6 separate regions of the Mus musculus genome follow, and all the other regions are linked to region 2. Evidence: chromatin contacts called from public HiChIP or PLAC-seq and Micro-C data. All regions are on one chromosome and are shown on one strand. The core of a region is the stretch at or near the end of the contact, and the rest is flanking DNA. Distances in the headings are between cores, read along the strand shown. Region 1 has its middle 21 kb from the start of Gm15762. Region 2 holds the start of Pthlh (parathyroid hormone-like peptide). Region 3 holds the start of Smco2 (single-pass membrane protein with coiled-coil domains 2). Region 4 has its middle 40 kb from the start of Gm15762. Region 5 overlaps Ccdc91 (coiled-coil domain containing 91). Region 6 holds the start of Ppfibp1 (PTPRF interacting protein, binding protein 1 (liprin beta 1)).

Evidence for each region. A called contact is a pair of places that touch in the nucleus more often than the background predicts. HiChIP or PLAC-seq counts read pairs in DNA pulled down with a chosen protein or histone mark.
Region 1: a contact with region 2 is called in a FOXA1 HiChIP or PLAC-seq map of pancreatic cancer cells. The contact joins the enhancer-like site here to the promoter of Pthlh in region 2. A contact is called at or near these places in 13 of 39 promoter capture datasets (the 3T3-L1 cell line, 3T3-L1-derived adipocytes, the HPC-7 cell line and 9 more), 2 of 484 Hi-C or Micro-C datasets (nephron progenitors and palatal mesenchyme) and 5 of 115 datasets of contacts at active chromatin or transcription factors (T-cell acute lymphoblastic leukemia, heart atrium, neural tube and 2 more).
Region 3: a Micro-C map of embryonic stem cells shows a contact between it and region 2, with 2.2 times the contacts expected there. The contact joins the promoter of Smco2 here to the promoter of Pthlh in region 2. A contact is called at or near these places in 4 of 39 promoter capture datasets (the HPC-7 cell line, cranial neural crest, embryonic stem cells and 1 more) and 1 of 484 Hi-C or Micro-C datasets (embryonic stem cells).
Region 4: an HNF4G HiChIP or PLAC-seq map of pancreatic cancer cells shows a contact between it and region 2. The contact joins the enhancer-like site here to the promoter of Pthlh in region 2. A contact is called at or near these places in 9 of 39 promoter capture datasets (the 3T3-L1 cell line, 3T3-L1-derived adipocytes, the SN4741 cell line and 5 more), 1 of 15 datasets of contacts at CTCF or cohesin (the NIH/3T3 cell line), 2 of 115 datasets of contacts at active chromatin or transcription factors (heart atrium and pancreatic cancer cells) and 1 of 9 other capture datasets (adipose tissue).
Region 5: an H3K4me3 HiChIP or PLAC-seq map of craniofacial prominence shows a contact between it and region 2, with 4 times the contacts expected there. The contact joins the enhancer-like site here to the promoter of Pthlh in region 2. A contact is called at or near these places in 3 of 39 promoter capture datasets (the HPC-7 cell line, embryonic stem cells and hippocampal neurons), 1 of 484 Hi-C or Micro-C datasets (nephron progenitors), 2 of 115 datasets of contacts at active chromatin or transcription factors (T-cell acute lymphoblastic leukemia and craniofacial prominence) and 2 of 9 other capture datasets (adipose tissue and embryonic stem cells).
Region 6: a contact with region 2 is called in a Micro-C map of embryonic stem cells, with 3 times the contacts expected there. The contact joins the promoter of Ppfibp1 here to the promoter of Pthlh in region 2. A contact is called at or near these places in 2 of 39 promoter capture datasets (embryonic stem cells and stem cell-derived epiblast-like cells) and 2 of 484 Hi-C or Micro-C datasets (both in embryonic stem cells).

The regions. Positions count from the first base shown.
Region 1 is chr6:147,739,789-147,742,621 of GRCm38.p6, reverse strand. No RefSeq gene overlaps it. Among named protein-coding and RNA genes, the nearest start is that of Gm15762, 21 kb to the right of the region's middle. Within about 2 kb of position 1,406, at least 45 of the 459 cell types and tissues checked have an H3K27ac peak or open chromatin away from gene starts, as enhancers often do. A contact at or near this core is called in pancreatic cancer cells, where this site is marked.
Region 2 is chr6:147,262,598-147,265,297 of GRCm38.p6, reverse strand. Pthlh (parathyroid hormone-like peptide) reads left to right here and starts at 1,285. Exons shown (of 4, transcript NM_008970.4): 1 at 1,285-1,713; 2 at 1,903-2,028. The coding sequence starts at 1,928.
Region 3 is chr6:146,848,669-146,851,368 of GRCm38.p6, reverse strand. It overlaps Smco2 (single-pass membrane protein with coiled-coil domains 2), which reads right to left and starts at 1,259. Exons shown (of 10, transcript NM_027059.1): 1 at 1,138-1,259.
Region 4 is chr6:147,758,988-147,761,687 of GRCm38.p6, reverse strand. No RefSeq gene overlaps it. Among named protein-coding and RNA genes, the nearest start is that of Gm15762, 40 kb to the right of the region's middle. Within about 2 kb of position 1,412, at least 44 of the 459 cell types and tissues checked have an H3K27ac peak or open chromatin away from gene starts, as enhancers often do. A contact at or near this core is called in the NIH/3T3 cell line, heart atrium and pancreatic cancer cells, where this site is marked.
Region 5 is chr6:147,573,448-147,576,257 of GRCm38.p6, reverse strand. It overlaps Ccdc91 (coiled-coil domain containing 91), which reads right to left. Exons shown (of 13, transcript NM_025911.2): 8 at 678-785. The region is part of intron 2 of Gm36244 (a long non-coding RNA gene); the gene reads left to right. Among named protein-coding and RNA genes, the nearest start is that of Ccdc91, 99 kb to the right of the region's middle. Within about 2 kb of position 1,262, at least 33 of the 459 cell types and tissues checked have an H3K27ac peak or open chromatin away from gene starts, as enhancers often do. A contact at or near this core is called in craniofacial prominence, where this site is marked.
Region 6 is chr6:146,887,174-146,889,873 of GRCm38.p6, reverse strand. It overlaps Ppfibp1 (PTPRF interacting protein, binding protein 1 (liprin beta 1)), which reads right to left and starts at 1,380. Exons shown (of 31, transcript NM_001355728.1): 1 at 1,191-1,380.

The DNA.
Region 1 (2,833 bases), core at 157-2,656, 480 kb before region 2:
GGCAGCATACCCTAGCTGGTCTGAGGCCCCCAAAACATATACAGCAGAGGACTGCCTGGTCTGGCCTCAGTGGGAGAAGACCTGCCTAACCCTCAAGAGAATTGAGTCCTCAGGGAGTGGGGAGGTCTGGTGTGGGGGGGGGGCATCCTCTTGGAAACAGGGGGAGGAAGAATGGGATGTGGAACTGTTGGAGGGCAGACCAGGAAGGGGTAAAAACTGAACTGTAAAAAAATAAAAGTAATAAAGAAACAATCAAGGGCCCCCACAGGTGTGGGTCCTGTTACATATCGGATGAGATACTGGCTAGGCCTGGCTAATGAGGGAGCAGATGGGATAAGCCTGGGTTCTATGCAGAATTGGGGTGTTTGCCTTTCAGACTAAGACACTTTATGCCCAAAGCATTAGATTTATATTTAATGTGCAGCACATACACATATAAGCAAACTTTTAAATTTTCTCAGATTTCGTTACCTCATTTAGATGAGAAAAAAATCCCTTCATATTATAAAATTCTTGTCGAGATTAAATATAAAACTACATGAAAATGATTCATGTCATATCTAACATGTATAAAACACTCAGAAGTCACTAAATGCCATTCCTTTTTATCTCTCTGGCAATAGGAGAACAAAAAAACAAAAGACCTCATAGTCACAAACTTGAATTTAATTTAAAAGTGTGTCCTAAAGGTCACAGCCCTCTCCAGTTCCCACATCCCTTCATTAAAACTCGAAAGAAAGGAAGAAAGAAAGACTAAGAAAAGCAACAACTGCAGAAACTCCTATACCTAACATGGCTCTACAAAGTTTCACAGTAAATTCTTTAAAATCCATGAACTTAAACAATAGACAAAGCAACGGCACAACTGTAAACAAAAAAGGAGGAACGCAGCCCCAGTGCCAGGAGGATTTGACTGAATGAATCACACAGAAGGGAATGAAATGTGTGTTCTCTGGTTACACAACACAGCCTCCACCCTCTGAATCAGAGCTGCAAATGACTCCAAAAAAGGTAGACTCTGTCTGCCCCCACATCAGGGATGCGCGCTCCTCAGGAAGACAGGAACTCAATACGAGGCGCATAGGCCAGTGTACCAGGAGGCAGAGGCAGTGCCATGTTTCTCTACTCTTCCAACACAACGAACACCACCTCTTCTCACCTCTTTTTGGAAACCAGACTCCTAGACATGCTGTAAGAAGCTGTGAGGTCACAGGTGTAGGTCTGTATTTAGGATAATTTTAGCCAACGAATGAAAGCTTTGCAAGAAGGTACAAAGGAGCAAACTCAGGTCTGAGACCTTTACTTCTGTCCTTCCCATTATTTTCCACTGGACGGGGTCTCATGTGTCCCACGACATTCTTGAAGGATGACCTTGAATTCCTGATGCTTCTGCCTCGACCTCCTGAGTCACAGGATTGCAGGCATGTGCTACCATGCGTAGTTTAAACAGTACTAGGTGTTGAACCCAGGGATTCAAGCATGTTAGAGAAGCACTCTACCAATAGGTCATATTCTCAGCCATGTGCTGTCTTGGTCAAAAAAATGCTGTCTGAATCTCAGCTTAGTGATAAAACTAGGCCACCCAAGATACAGAAGATTTAACTTACACCCACGCATGCATGCATGCATGCATGCACATGCACGCAAGAATGCGCGCATGCGCGCAACACTGAGCATGCGCAGAGAGCTAGTTTTACTGTCAGGAGCATGATGGGATAGAAATAAACACATACTCTCAAGCTCTCACCTCTGGTAACATCTGCTTCAGTTCCAAAATTCAATTCTAACTTTGTCGGCCATCTCTTTTGGCAGACCTGTGAGATAAAACAGAAATAGCATCTTTACCAGAGCCCTCGGATTACTGAATACTTGGAGAAAGATAAGGTTGTGCTATTGACTGTGTCATTTAACAGGGTGAAAGGAGGTGAAGGGTCACTGCTCCAGGGCAGGGTCTGTGTCACGTTCAAGGCCTAAGAATACTTCATGCTCTTGACTCTGCCACTAAGTCAGCCTGCTTTACCATGAAAATTAACGCTGCAGGTTTGTACCTGAGTACTTTTTATGAGCCTATCTCCTGATAGTAGAAGACTTTAGTTGGCCCTAGAGCCATCCCTTCTCTCCTGACTTAAGAACTGTGTGTGGCAACCAGGAACTAAGGGTGGTCTATAGCTAACAACCACAAAGAAACTGAAGCCCTCCTCCCGACAATCACAAGGAACAGAATTATGCCAACACCAGCGTATGCTTGGAAGCTGGCCCTCCCAGCTGAGCCGGTAAGTGCACAGCCTCTGCTGACATTCGATTAGAGCCATGTGAGACCCAAAGTTGGGAACGCATCTCAGCAGTATCTGTTTTCATAACATGCAGAAAATGTGAGATAATAAACGGGTGTGTTGTTTGAAGCAGAGAGTTATGGTAACATTGCCATGGCAGTGGGAACAGACACAGATAGGATTAGCAAATCAACTCTGACGGCTCTGCACGGAACTCTTTTCGCATCGCATTTCAGACCTGGATCCATTTTGCTGTGTATAAAGATTATATTGAGGCAGATTTTATATATCATATCATTTTTCATGCATTGATGATTTTAGTATGTCTTGGGAACGTAAGAGCTCCTTTATATGACAGCCATATGGTACTATCCTATCTGACCAGTGCAGTAAAGCACCATCTTTAATATCATCAAACACTCATTGTTCCAGGGTCTCTTATTCTCTTTTGAACGTTGTTCTATGATTATTTGTCTTAGAGTCACTATTGTTGTGATGAAACACTATGACCAAAAACAACTTGGAGAGGAAAAGGTTTATTTGCCTTTCATACCCTGAGT
Region 2 (2,700 bases), core at 36-2,535:
GCTCCAGCATCTTTGGGGAAGGGTTATCACAGAGTGTCACAGGTTCAAACTTTCTCTTTTCGTGCCATGTAAACATGTCTAACAGTTACAAATTCTTAACCACTTAAAGGACGTTATGGAAATTCCCGGGTTTCTTTTTAAGGTGGGAAGAAGCCAACTTTTTTTTTTTTTTTACAAGTATGAAGTTTAAAGGAATCAAGGGAAAGAGACAAGGGCTTCTGATGAGAGGGAACCCCGCCCAAGACAGCTGAAAGCTTTAACTGCTGGCGAGCAGCAAGGCTTAGGGGAGGGGAGGGGTGAGAAGTCCTAGGAGTACCCACCCCAGAAGTCTGTAGAGCATCACAGCCCAGGTCTGACAAAGGTCTTTGAGTGACACTAGCCTCCTAGAGAGTCAGATGAAATTTTCCAGCAGTATTGTCTAGAAGGCAAACTTCTTTGAGTGGTTCCCATGTTCATTTCAGCGTGATCTAGGACCTGGGGGGAAACTAGTATTCACACACACACACACACACACACACACACACACACACACACACACACCTCTAGACCCACAATCAGTAACTCACAACTTTCTCCCCCACCCCCCACCCCCACTCCCTGCCCAGCAGCACTGAGAAGCTGAAGCAAATGGGCACTCAGTGAATCTTTATCAGGACATAGAGTAGGTTATCAGAAGAAGGTGAGAAAGAAGGACTCTGCGCATTCCAGGTCGTCTGTGATCACAAAGTGGGTCTTCTTCCTTGCTCACACACCCGTTCTAGGACCTGCTCCAGACGTGATGTCCCCAACCCTTCCCAAACAGTAAGACCCAAAATCGCCTTTGCTCTTCTGGGTGCTAGGTTTAGTCCCCTCCCCAGGAGAAGGCCACACCAGGCAGGAATGCAGTGCAATGCGAGCTTGCAAGCGAGCTTGGGACTCTTGGGATTCTCAGGCCACCCGGGGTTCCTCCTTGCTGTTTGTAGGGACCTGGACTCCTGGACCTGCCACTCAGGCGACAGCAGGCCGGTTCAGGAGGAGGAGAGCGTCAGATCGGCCCACGCGGGCCAGGACTGGGGTGGGGCTCCGTGGCTCCGGGCTCCCCTGTGCTCCCCGCCCCCGCCGGCCCGCTCACCCCTGCCTGCTCCGCCGGCGCGCGTTCCTCGGGCGCCACCTCTTTGCGACTCGCTCACTTCTCAGCAGGTTGGCCCCGGAGCGTGTGAACCTTCCAGGGCTGGGCTCACAGCTACTCTCCAACCTGCGCCGCCCCAGCTGGGCCGCTCCGCCCCGCTGCCGGAACCCGCCCTCGCGGCCACCTGGCCCTCGCATCCACGACACGCGCGCCTGCAACTTGTTCAAGGGCGTTGTGGAATCAACTTTCCGGAAGCAACCAGCCCACCGAAGGAGGTAGACCGACAGCTATGTATATATACGCGCTCTGCCGCAAGTGGCTGTGCACCCAGAGGCCCGGTGCGCAGGACAGCTGACTCCTGAGGAACACCCGCGTTTGAAGAGGGGTTTGACCTGCCCCACGACCCAGAGTGCTGCCGCCAAGACTAATTAGACATTGCTATGGGAGCCACAGCAACGCGCCACGCATCCCCGACGCCTATGTAAAACGCCCGGTTTTCGCTCTTCTTTCAGAGGAAGCTCTCTGATTGCTTTTTCCCCTCTCGGGTCCCTTTTTGCCTGTGCGGTTTGAGAGAGGCGCAGTTAGAGGCGCTGATTCCTACACAAGTAAGTGCTCAGGGGCTCGGAGACACTTTTTTGCTTTCTTTTTCTTGTTTTCTTTTTTCCTCCTAACTTGTGAGATGCCCTCGACTTTGGAGTGGCTGTTGGGAAGCCACGGGGTTCCAAAAGAGGGAGCGGGGCAGTGCGAGGAAGAGATGGAGAGCCGGGACTGACCCTCGGGTTCCACTCTTGCAGGTCCCCAGAGCCAGCGAGCGGCACGATGCTGCGGAGGCTGGTTCAGCAGTGGAGTGTCCTGGTATTCCTGCTCAGCTACTCCGTGCCCTCCCGCGGGCGTTCGGTGGAGGGGCTTGGCCGCAGGCTGTAAGTACCGGTCTTCCTCCTGGGGTGAGGGGTGGGGAAGACCAGCGCCAGCTGAGGCGGGCGATGCTGAGGAAGCCTAGGGGTCCCTGATGGTCCCAACCTGAGTTGGACACAGTCACGGGGTACCTGCTAGCAAGGGGCTGAGCCCAGGAAAGCCATCTAGAGAGCTGGTGAGACCCCAAAATGGACAGGCACGAAACAAGTTTGATGTGCCTTTCCATAAGAGGGAGTCTTTTTCAGAACCTGGGCCGGCAAGATATCTGTCTGCAGGGAACCACCAAAGTTACTTTATCCACCGAGAGGTTCTGAAACTCAGCAGGAAACTGGGGGATTCAGGAACTGTCTGTGTGCCTCTGTGTGTGTCTGTGTGTGTCTGTGTGTGTCTGTGTGTGTGTCTGTGTGTGTGTCTGTGTGTCTGTGTCTGTGTGTGTGTGTGCGCGCACACAAGCGAGTGGATATGTCTAAATGTGGGTGGCAGTCTGTGTGTGAAAAGCAAAAACGTTGTGTCTAGTTTTATTATGAATGACATAATTTTAAGCATATAAAACAGGACTGTGTTACATAACAAAGCATATTATATAATTTAGTAGTAACAACTTTTTAATGGCAAACGTCCAACTTTAGTATCGATACCATTCAGGAAGGCGGGTGTGCTTGTCTCCAAAATGGACT
Region 3 (2,700 bases), core at 10-2,509, 410 kb after region 2:
TCTGGGTCTTGCTAGCTAGCCAGCCTAGCTTAATGAATCCAGAGCTCCAGATCAGTGAGAAACTGTCTCAAAAAAAAAAAAAAAAAAAAAGGAGGTTTTTGAGAGGGCTATGTAGGTAAATGCACTCACTGTCCAGCCTGATGACTTGAGTTCGATCGTCGCCCCTGCAACCCACATGGTGGAGAGAACTGATTCCCACAGAGGTCCTTTGACCTCTGCATGCACGCATGTAAATATCGATGGATTTTAAAGAATTAAAAACAAAGTGGGTAGCAAGCAATATATATCTGCACACCCACGTGTACACAACAGAAAAGGAAATTAATCCGTGTTATATTAATTTCGCATGACATGGTAGAAGTAGTGGTAACAATACTGATTACATACTCAAAGCGCTTTCGCTTTCCTTAGTAAAGCATGTTGGTTACATTGTTTCGCTTTGGTTAGGTAAAGCATGTTCGTTACATTGTTTCATTAAGTCTTACCCTGTGGGGAGGTAACAAGCCAGATCTTGACCGTTCCTGCTTTTACATTAGGAAACTGAGAGCACTGATGACCCATAATTTGTCCAAAGTTTCATTGCTAAGATATAGTGGAAGGGAGATCTAAACTGTCAGGCTGCTTCCCAATTGCCTCTGCTTCCAAAGGTTTGGCAACAGCCTGCTGACCTCCGAGGCAGCCCCACCTTCTGAAGGTAACTTCTGAGTCTACACAACGGGAAGAAGGACAGTCCTCTAAGCCTGGTGTGCAGCGCCAGCACACAGCTCTGTGCTTGTTGAACACACAGAACCTCCCATCCTGCCCAGCCTCACTTTATCAGTACACAGGGAAGTCTGGGGATTTCTCCCTATACTACCCTATTTTTTGTTTTTACTGGTTGACCTTCAAGGCTTTTTGGAATTAATCGATGAGACTGAGTGAACCCTTGTTCTTTTCTCCTCATGCCACAAAAACATTTAGAATTAACACTTTGAAAAAAAAAAGTGTCTTCATCAAAAAGAACTGATCAACTTTAAAAGACAGCCTCTAGCCCATCCCCCGCTGGATAAGTTGGGAGGAGCATGACTTGAATAATCAGGGAGGCAGCACATGAAGGGGCCCACATTCTTCTCCTTTCGATATTGTTACCATTTGTACCTCAGAGTTCCCTGGGACTTTTGGCTGGTGGCAGAGCCTGTCCTAGCTCCTGGGGACGAGAGGCCTTGCAAGTTGTTCCACACCTGAGGAGGAAAGCTTGCAGTTGGGCCTGCTCTCTCTGACATTCTACTTGGAACCCAGCATGCGAAGCTCCTAACTCCCTCCCCTGAGAGGGAAGACAGCAGTGTCCCCTGCCTAGCTCTAACCTGCATCATCACCAGCTCGCCTCTTAGCCTTCTGGTTTCTCCTCTAGGGCTAGGGCCATCTCCCATTCTGCCATCTCTTCATCCATCAACTGGCCTCAGGCACACAGTGACCTGGGGTGCTCTGACCTCAGCTCCCTCCACCACACAGACACTTTCAACCCCACTGTCTTTTGACCTTGGAGCCTCCAACTTCCTCACCCATGCTCCAAGGCCTCCCACCCAGGGAAGCTGCTCCTCTCTGCCCTGCAGAATAGTTGGCAGTGGTTGCAAGCCTATGGCTCTGACCCTCAACACCCACACCTCCTCTTTTTTTGTATTGTTTTGTTTTTGTTTTTTCTAGACATGGTTTCTCTGTATAGCCCTGGCTGTCCTGGAACTCGCTTTGTAGACCAGGCTGGCCTCGGACTCAGAAACCGCCTGCCTCTGCCTCCCAAGTGCTGGGATTAAAGGCATGCGCCACCACCGCCCGGCCACACTTCCTCTTGAAGTCTATCTACATTTCTCTCTGTCATTTCCAGTCATCATTTGTGGGAAGCCAGAATCCATGGCAGGACCTAACAAGCTGACCGCCATGCCTCTCAACTCCTGAGTCCCTTCTCCTCCACTGGCAGGACAGGGATGGAAGTGGAGCGGCTTACAGGCCTTACCTTTGCATCCTTGTTTGAAGCCTGGTTTTGCCACACACCTGCTGTTTGGTTTGGGGCCAGAGTTAATTACTTTCTCTGGAAGCAGGGTTTGGTAATGGCTTCTGAATTGAACCACTGGAAGGATTAAGGTGATAATTGGGAAGGAGCTGGGAGCTGGGCGGTTGCAGGAGCTCCAGGTAGAGAGCAGGTACCTCGAGGACAGCCATGATTGCTTGCCTGGATGGCTTCCCAGTCTTTCTCCGTAGGTGCTCAGAATCTTATCAAGGGTACTGGAGGATTGTACAGATTTTTAACAGGACCTCTGAGGCCTTGTGCTCACCACCACCTCAGCTTGAAGCTCCAGTCAGGAGCCTCTTTCTTGTGGTCTTTACTTTACCCCACCTGGTTCAGAGGTCAGATTCTGTCCCCTGCTCTCTCTCAGTGCCTGCAGAGACAATCTCCAGCCTTCAGGTTCCTGCCTTGTATCATAACTGCCTTTGTCTTTAGTGGTCCCCGGACTCCATGTTTCTTTAGGGGGAAAATCACAAAAATCCTTCTTTTATTAAAAAAAAATCTATTTATTATTTATTTTATGTATATGAGTACACTGTAGTTGTCTTCAGACACACCAGAAGAGGGCATCGGATCCCATTACAGATGATTGGGAGCCACCATGTGGTTTCTGGGAATTGAACTCAGGACCTCTGAAAGAGCAGCCAGTGCTCTTAACC
Region 4 (2,700 bases), core at 163-2,662, 500 kb before region 2:
TGCAAGCATAAGGCTCTGAGTTAAAATCCACATAAAAATGTAGAAATGGCTGTATATGCCTCTGGGAGTGTGGACAAGCAAATTCTGGAGGCTTTCTGACATCCAAGCTGGCCAAAAGGATGAACTTCTACTCCATTGAGGCTTTGGTTCAAGTCAGGAGAGATGGTGGAAGAAGATGATTGGAATCCCCCCTTAGGCAAATAGGCATCACACACATCTGCACAATATATACACATACATATGTATATAAACACATATACACATGCAGCACATAAATATGACACAACACACACAACACACACATATACACACAACACATACATATAACACACAAGCAACACACACCTACAGCACACAAACCCATACCTATTAATACATATATAAATCACATATAATACGAATACCATATTCACATGACACACAAATGTAACACATAACTACACATACATGCCACATATATACACAGAAACTTTATAATGTGAGGTTTTAAGTGATGACAGGTTTGATTTTCTTTGATTTCATAGAAAGTATCTTTAATGATGAAGTACAGTGCTTGTCCAGGAGCCTGTGTCATTGATCAAAGGCTCTGAGGTTGTCATTCCAAATCCACCTTTTGCTCAGCATCTAAACCCATCTGAACCTCCCATGCTATGCACTCCCCAGGGTCATGTTTGATGCCCTCCAGGGGACAATTGATGGCATGTTATCCATGTGTGTCAAGGCCTGCCTAGCCCTCTTTGGTAGGAAATCTCTCCACTCACAGCCCTCTTCTAAAGGTAAACAGATTGCTAAGCTTCAATGCCATTGTGGTCAGGAAAGTCTGAGGGCTATAGGAAAATGTGTCCCTGGCACACACACAGGGAAACGCTGCTCTGTATTTGAACCACGCAAGATATCATGAAACTCTACAACTGAAAGCAAGATACATCTGTGTAGAGCATACTTGTTCCCAGTTCACTGGGAAGCTCTTATGAGACAAACAGTACTATCTCTCCTCAATTGAAATTATTAAATGTTCTGCCTTGTGGGTTTTTATACTAGCTTAAACATTGTACTAGGAACATAGAATATATCTTTTATCTTTATTACAGACAGTAAGTACTCTGTTAAGTTTTATATCCAAAGAGTGTTTCACTCTTTCTGCCCAATTGTGGTCTTGTTTAATACCAACTTCCCAGGCTCAGCCAACTGAAACCGTGTGTCCTTTGCACTCAAGGACGGCCTTTGAGAGAGATGTACCCCAGCTCTCTTCTGCTGTTATGAAAACTGCCAAGGCAAACACAGCCCAGAAAAATACTAGAGCAATCACAGGAAGGGGCACATCATCTCCTCTCACTGCCCCATTCTCTTGCTGTGACCAAGTCCCCTCCAGTGGGAGGGATCTGGGCAGGGCAGGAAGGAGAGTTCTCAGAGCTGAGTCACCTAGTAACTTGATAAGAAAGTCAGTTGTGACAATTAGGAAAGTCAGCCTTGCAAAGTGGGGTCTTAAGTGACTCATTTGGTTTTTTTTTTCTTTTCATATATATGTGTGTGTGTGTGTGTGTGTGTGTGTGTGTGTGTCCTCCAGGACCTGGATCATAGGGGCTTTTCCTGATACTTCTGTGTGCAGCAGCCCCTTGCTACACTTTCTAATGGGCTGTCCCCTGGCATCTCAACCTCAGTCATCTCTGGATTCTTCTAGGTCCCTACATAGCACAGCAATGTAACACTGAAATCATTTCAGAGGTCAGAAACCCCAAACCAAGTCAGAGACCTTCTCCATCAAAGGCCATAACCACCCTACTCAGCCACACACTAAGGAGGGAAAGCCATTTACTTTTATGGACTATAAGCTTTAATAAATAATAATTGTCATCATCAGTTATGACCATTCATCCAAAGTGGCTTGAACATTAATAAAAATATCCTTGTTTCTCACCGGCTCGCTTCTGGTGCCAGGAAGACCAGTGTGCTCACTCCCTTCCTTTCAATCATAAACGCAGCTTATCTCCTGGGAACAAGACCTTCTCCCAGGCTGTACCTGCACCTCCCATAACCGTAAACATGCAAGTAGATTCGGTGCAGTGGGTGGATATTCCTTCCAAGCTAGTGGAAAATTTGTACGGCCAGTTTTTAGAAACTGGGCAATGAGTACCTGTGAGATCCAGAAATACGTTTCACCACAGTTTTCAAGTGTATGTCTGACCTCCCTAAATAAGCTTTAAGTTCCTTGTGGGAAGATTCATGTCTTAAATGAATCCTACTCTCTGGAATGTCGGATGTAATATGCAAATTTCTCTTCCAGGTGTAATAAGCTATACTACATTGAGTGTCTTTGCATCTGTTAAAATGTGTTACATTCTGTTTGGGCCAGACAATGCAGGTGGGGAGGGTGCGGAGGTGGGGGTAGGAGACAAATGAGCTGCTTCCTCACTTCTCCTTAAGGGCCTGGAAGACGGAGAAACAGGTAGTTGGGGATGATTGATGCCTAGTTTGGGCTAGGTTACAGCAGTACATGGAAGAGGAGTTGAGCTGTAGGTCTGGTTTATGAAGACCTACATAAAAGCTATTATGAAGATAGCTTTTGCAAGATGCTCTGTCAAGCAAGAAGACACTGAGCTGCTATTTTGAGTAGGCAACCCAGTCCTGCATCATGTGTGAACAGATGATCTGGTCTCATGGAAGAGAGGGCAAATCCAGACAGGGTGAGTTGAATGGAGG
Region 5 (2,810 bases), core at 13-2,512, 310 kb before region 2:
AGAGAATCTTTAACAGAACAGATCCCTACTTGACTCTAGCCTATCCATAAACCTCCACCAAATTTTATACTTAACTTTGATTCCTCAACTGTAGTTAATTTTCTTCCTAACCTATTAAAAAGCTGCTTCCATTTTCCAAGTTTTATGTCATAAAGCATCACAAAGAAGTATCTTACAAATATTACTGACTATGGTATACCCATAAAAGTTCTTCGATTAGCAGCTTAATTTCTATAAAGTAGCTCAGTGTTTTAACTTTTAAAAACATTAAAAATTTCACAAAGAAACTATTACTTAAGAAAATTATTAAAAACTCCAAAATTAATACGTATTTTCCCTGTTAGCTTATATTTTGTTTTGTAAGCATCTGTGAAAAATTAATCTTACATTCTGAACACCAGCTATCTCTCTGCTTCTGTGACTTTGTCTACCTTAATATAACCCAGAAATGGAAATGAGAGTGATCATGGATTAAGGGGAAACCCACGTAGTGTAGGCCTTTTGGCCCTGTTTGTCCTAGTCTATCATAAAGTTCTCTAACTACATTTATTCAAGGGTACTTGTTTTCCAAGATACATCAAGGAGCATGGACGGCTGGCAGCTGATAGAGAAGAGCCTGAAGTCTGGAGGAGGGAGGCAGGGGGAGCGCTGGTGTGTGGAGGGCACACAGTCAGTACCTGAGCATGCAGGAGCTCCTCACACCGGTGAGCTTGCTTCTCGATTGCAGACACATATTGCTTCTCGATGGCATCTAGCTGCTGCTTAACTGAAGACTGCAGAAGTGCCTAGGGAAAAAAAAAAAAAAAAAAGCTTGGATCAGACAACCTGGAGCTGACTGCTGGCATGAGAGTCTTTGACAGCTCTGCATCTCAGTAGGGCAATCTGCACTCCCGAACCCACACACACACACACGACAGCAGGGTGCACTGACACGGGACATTAAGCATCTATCTTTAGGTTTTATTGCTGCTAATACTACACTTTTTTGGCTCGGATTCTACACACCTTCTCCTTAAAAAAGTCAAGCCGTAGACAATGATAAAGAGAGTAAATAGTTTTGTTAAATAGCAATTCAGTTCAGTAGACCACACAGGATGAGGAGCAAATGAAAGTTGGGGGTGGGGGGAGGGTTGGTAAGGGGAGGAAGAAAAGCCAGACATATTTCACTGGCTGACAAAACTCCACATCCTCTGGGCACACTGCAGTACCCATGGGCCAAGCATGATCTTCGAGACCACAAGGCAAGTGGAAGCAGATGGAGGCTCTGAGTGATTTCACTGAAGCCTGCCCCCCAGGATGCTCATGCCCCCAACATGAAAGGGTGGAGGCTGGGTATGTGTGAGCCCGCCATACAGCAGTACTCAGAGGGCGAGCAGGGCTTGTGAGACAGAACTGTATAATGTGGTGGACACGGGAGGCCAGGGAAGGACATAAGAAAATCAAGCTGGCAAGTGGTGGGGCCAACAGCCCCTTCCTGGACATGTTTACATGCCAACTCTTCTTTTCCCTTCTAAGCACTGTGTGAGTGTAACATGTTTCCATAGTGCCTTATATGCTATTTATAGACTCTAACATCCTAAACGTGCATCAGGGCTCTTTAGCACATACTCTGTTGTTAGACCTATGCTATAATAAACTATTCACAGTCAGAACAGCAACTGAAGGCAGACACATCTTATGGGAAACAGACCTTTGGCATATTCACCAGTAAAAAAGTGAGCCAAATCTCTTAATCTTTGTTTTGAAAATAGACTTATTCAGTTGGAAACAACATGCATCAAAATCCTAAATAAATAGGCATGCATTTATTTTTTTTTTTAACAAACTAAAAATACTTTTTAAACCTCTGGATAAGTCTCAGATGTTCAGAAAAAAAAAAAAAAGCAATGGGAGCTGTGAGGCTGCTGTCGTAGCTCCATTTCAGGCCCAAGCAGGGAAAGAGACACAGTGCTCCCTCAGGGCAACTGTTTCCTGAAGCTGCTTCAGTCCAGGTTGACAACCTAAAGCAGTAGAAGAAATGGTGGACAGAGAAGCCAAAATTAAGCCTCTGAGCTGGGACTAAATGCTGTAAATCTCTAATTTTCCTCTCACAAAATTATTATTTACTAAATTTTTTTATAAAAATTATTTTCAGTGTTTTGTTCTGTTCTGTTTTGTTTGAGACAAGGTCTCACTATACATATAGCCTTGCTTGGCCTGGACCTGACTATGTAGACCAGGCTGGAGGTGAACTCACAGAAATCTGCCTGCCTTTGCCTTTCAAGTTCTGGGATTAAAGATGTGTCACCATGTTTGGCATAAAAAAATTAATTAAAGGATGATATAGATACTTTTCTTGAAATGGCAGGTCTTTTATAAGGAGTATCTTCTTGTTTTGAGAAGGGGTGTCAGATAGCCAAGGTTGCCCTCAAACTCACTATATTAGTTTCTTCTCCTGCCCCCACCTCCCAAGTCCTGGGAGGTCAAGTGTGTATCCCCACACCTGGCAAAGCTGCCATTCTCTTCTGCAACTTGACAAAACTGTTCAGTGGAAAGAGCTGTTCTCAATTCCCTACTTGTCGTGGTCCAAAACTACCCTAAATTCAAATGGCTAATTCTAATTTCTGGTCAGCTATGTTTTCAGGAAGACAATTAATAAATGGAACAGTCTCTTCCCATAGTGGAGCCACTATCTGAACTGCTGTCTGCCTTCTCCTACTGAGTCATGCTATCCCTCTTCTTTGAACGTGGCTTTTGAGAAGGAGCTGCTTGGGAACAGGAAGGAAAGCCACAGGAGACAGGCCAGCCTCCCAGCCACATACACTCCTATC
Region 6 (2,700 bases), core at 131-2,630, 380 kb after region 2:
CTGGTTCTGTAGTAGTGTAGGAGACTGGGCTCAAGCATATGTCCCTGATGGGCATTCTCTTGTAATATGAGGAAACCGAGATTCAGGGTCTGAGCACACTTTCCAAATGTGTGGCGTGGCTCTGCAGTATTATATAGGGATTCTGGGGTTCCACCACAGTCCCCTGACTGGAATCTGGGGTATATTACAGGGAGTCTGGGTCCCATTGCAGTTCCCTGAATGGAGCGTATGGTATTATTGGAGTAGTTCCGGGGTGTGGGGTCCCACGAAAATTCCCTAACTGAAGTCTGTGGTGTGGTGGAGACTCTGGGGTGTAGGGTCCCAGAACACTTCTGTAATTGGAGTTCTGTGGTATCAGAGTCTATGGTGTGGTGGGAGGACAAGTGTGAAATGGGCTCACACTGTCCTGAATGAGTCTGTGGCGTGGTGAGATACCCACTGTGTAAAACTGTGCGCATGTCCCTGACTAGAGTTCCATGGTACTAGGATTCTGGGGTGTTCGGGTCCCAGCACATTTCCCTGACTGGAGTCTGTGGTGTGGTGGGGAGTCCAGGAGTGAGCTGGAAGCACACTTCTCTGACTGGAGGCTGTGGTGTGGTGGGGATTCTGAGGCGTGGGGTCCCAGCACACTTCACTGATTGGAGTTCTGTGATTCAGAGTCTATGGTATGGTGAGGGGACGAGTATGAGATGGGCTTATACTACCCTGGCTGGAGACTGTGGGTGTGTAAGGGGTCGGGGAGTCCGGGTGTGAGCTGGGAGCACACTTCCCTGGCTGCAGGCTGTGGAGGGAAGTCTGGATGTGAGCTGGGAACACACTTCCCTAACTGGAGTCTGGGGGGGGGGGTGCTGGGGGGGGTAGACCGGGTGTGAACTGGGAGCACATCTCCCTGACTGGAGACTGTGGTGTGAAGGAGAGACCGGGTGTGAGCTGGGAGCACACTTCCCTGACTGGAGTCTGTGGAGGGGAGTCTGGGTGTGAGCTGGGAGCACACTTCCCTGACTGGAGTCTCTGGGGGAGTCCGAGCACACTTCCCTGACTGGAGTTCTGTGCTGTGGGGAGTCCGGGTGAGGGAACCGAGGACCCAGACGAGCCCTTCCTGTCACCCCGAAGCTGCTGCCCCCCACTCACTAGAGATCCCCGAGAACGCGGGCGCGGGTCGCAGAAGGAACCGCCCGCGGCTGGCTTACCTGAGGCGGAGGGCCGCCGAGCTCCACAAGTTGCAGTTCCGCCTCCCGGGACCCGCCCGGCTGCCAGATCGCCACTCTCGACGCGGCCGCCCCCGCGCCCTACACGGCGACAGGAGCCGGGGCCGGAGCACAGCGCCCGGCTGACATCACCGCCGCCCAGGTGCCGCCTCCCCTCGGTCCTCCTCGTCCCACCGCCCCGCCCCTCCCCCGGCGGGAACCAGCCCCAGGGGCGGAGGGGGCGGGGCCTCGCGCTTGCGGCCCGCTGATTGGCCGGGCGCGCGGTCACTCCGAGGCGGCGCCTGGTCTCCCACATTCCTGGCCGAGCCCAGCGGAGCTGGGAGTGGGCGTCGGTGGGGAGCGCGCCCGGTCCGCTGCGGTCCGTAGGGCGCGGATAAAGGGCTGCGCTGAGCCGGGCGGTCGCTCGCAGCTCTTCCCGGGTCAGAAGCGACGCTCATCCCGAAAGAACGCCTCTGTGTCGCGGACCGAGCGGACGTGGCGGGCGGGGAGCCCCGCGGATAAAGTAAAAGGCCCCGGAGGGGAAACTGAGGACTTACAGAGACTGAGCGGACGAGGATCCCAGAGGTGGCCACCCTAGTTCCGCGTGGTCATCTAGCGGCGCTCAACCACGTGGCTGCTTTTGCATTTAGTAACGAGACAAAAATAAAAATAAAAAGACACGCAAGCTTCCAGAGAAATAAAATGAACTCTCCAGAGGGAGGGGGTAAATGTTTTACTATTTATATTTTTTCGAGGTTTTCCCCCCCTCTCCCCCCCCCCGCTGTGACACATATCAAGGCTGGTCTTCAAATTGTTATCTTTTTACCTTAGCCTTCCTAATAGCTGAGGTTACAGGCCCACACTCAGCAATAACCTGCTTTTTAAAGATTTTTTATTATTATTTTTGTTGGAGTTTGTTGTTGTTGTTTGTCCTGTCGTGAAACTGTGTGTGGACCAGACTGGTCTTGAACAGCTATCTGCCTGCCTCCGCCTCAAACTATTCAAATCAAAGATGTGTACCACCACACCCAGCTATTTTTGTTATTTTGTTTAATTATGTGTAGTATGTGTGTGTACCCATGGAGGCTAGAAGCATTGAATTCTCCCAGTTGTGAGATAGGGGCTGTGGGCTGAACTCAAGTGTTTCTGCAAAAAGAGCAGAAGAGGTTAACTGTTTGGCCATCTCTTCAGGCCCTATGCTGAACTTTTTAAGTCCCATAAGGCTTCTGTTTTGATGCACAACTGAAAAGGGAGAACCCTCACAACTGAGTTCAAACCACATGATAATAATTACTGTTGAACCAATTGCAGTGACTGAGCTAACAATTAAGAATTAACTACTATTTACCCTCTGGTGGATATCAGCTGTGTAATCCTCTTGGCTGCAAAGTCAGGGAGATTCTCAGGAGCCCTTCTTTCAGTTTCCCCTGTCAGACCCAGAACTGAACTGAATAATGAAAAGCAGCTTTATGGATACAGAATATGATTAGTTTCTGTTAGCTTTTTGTTGGCT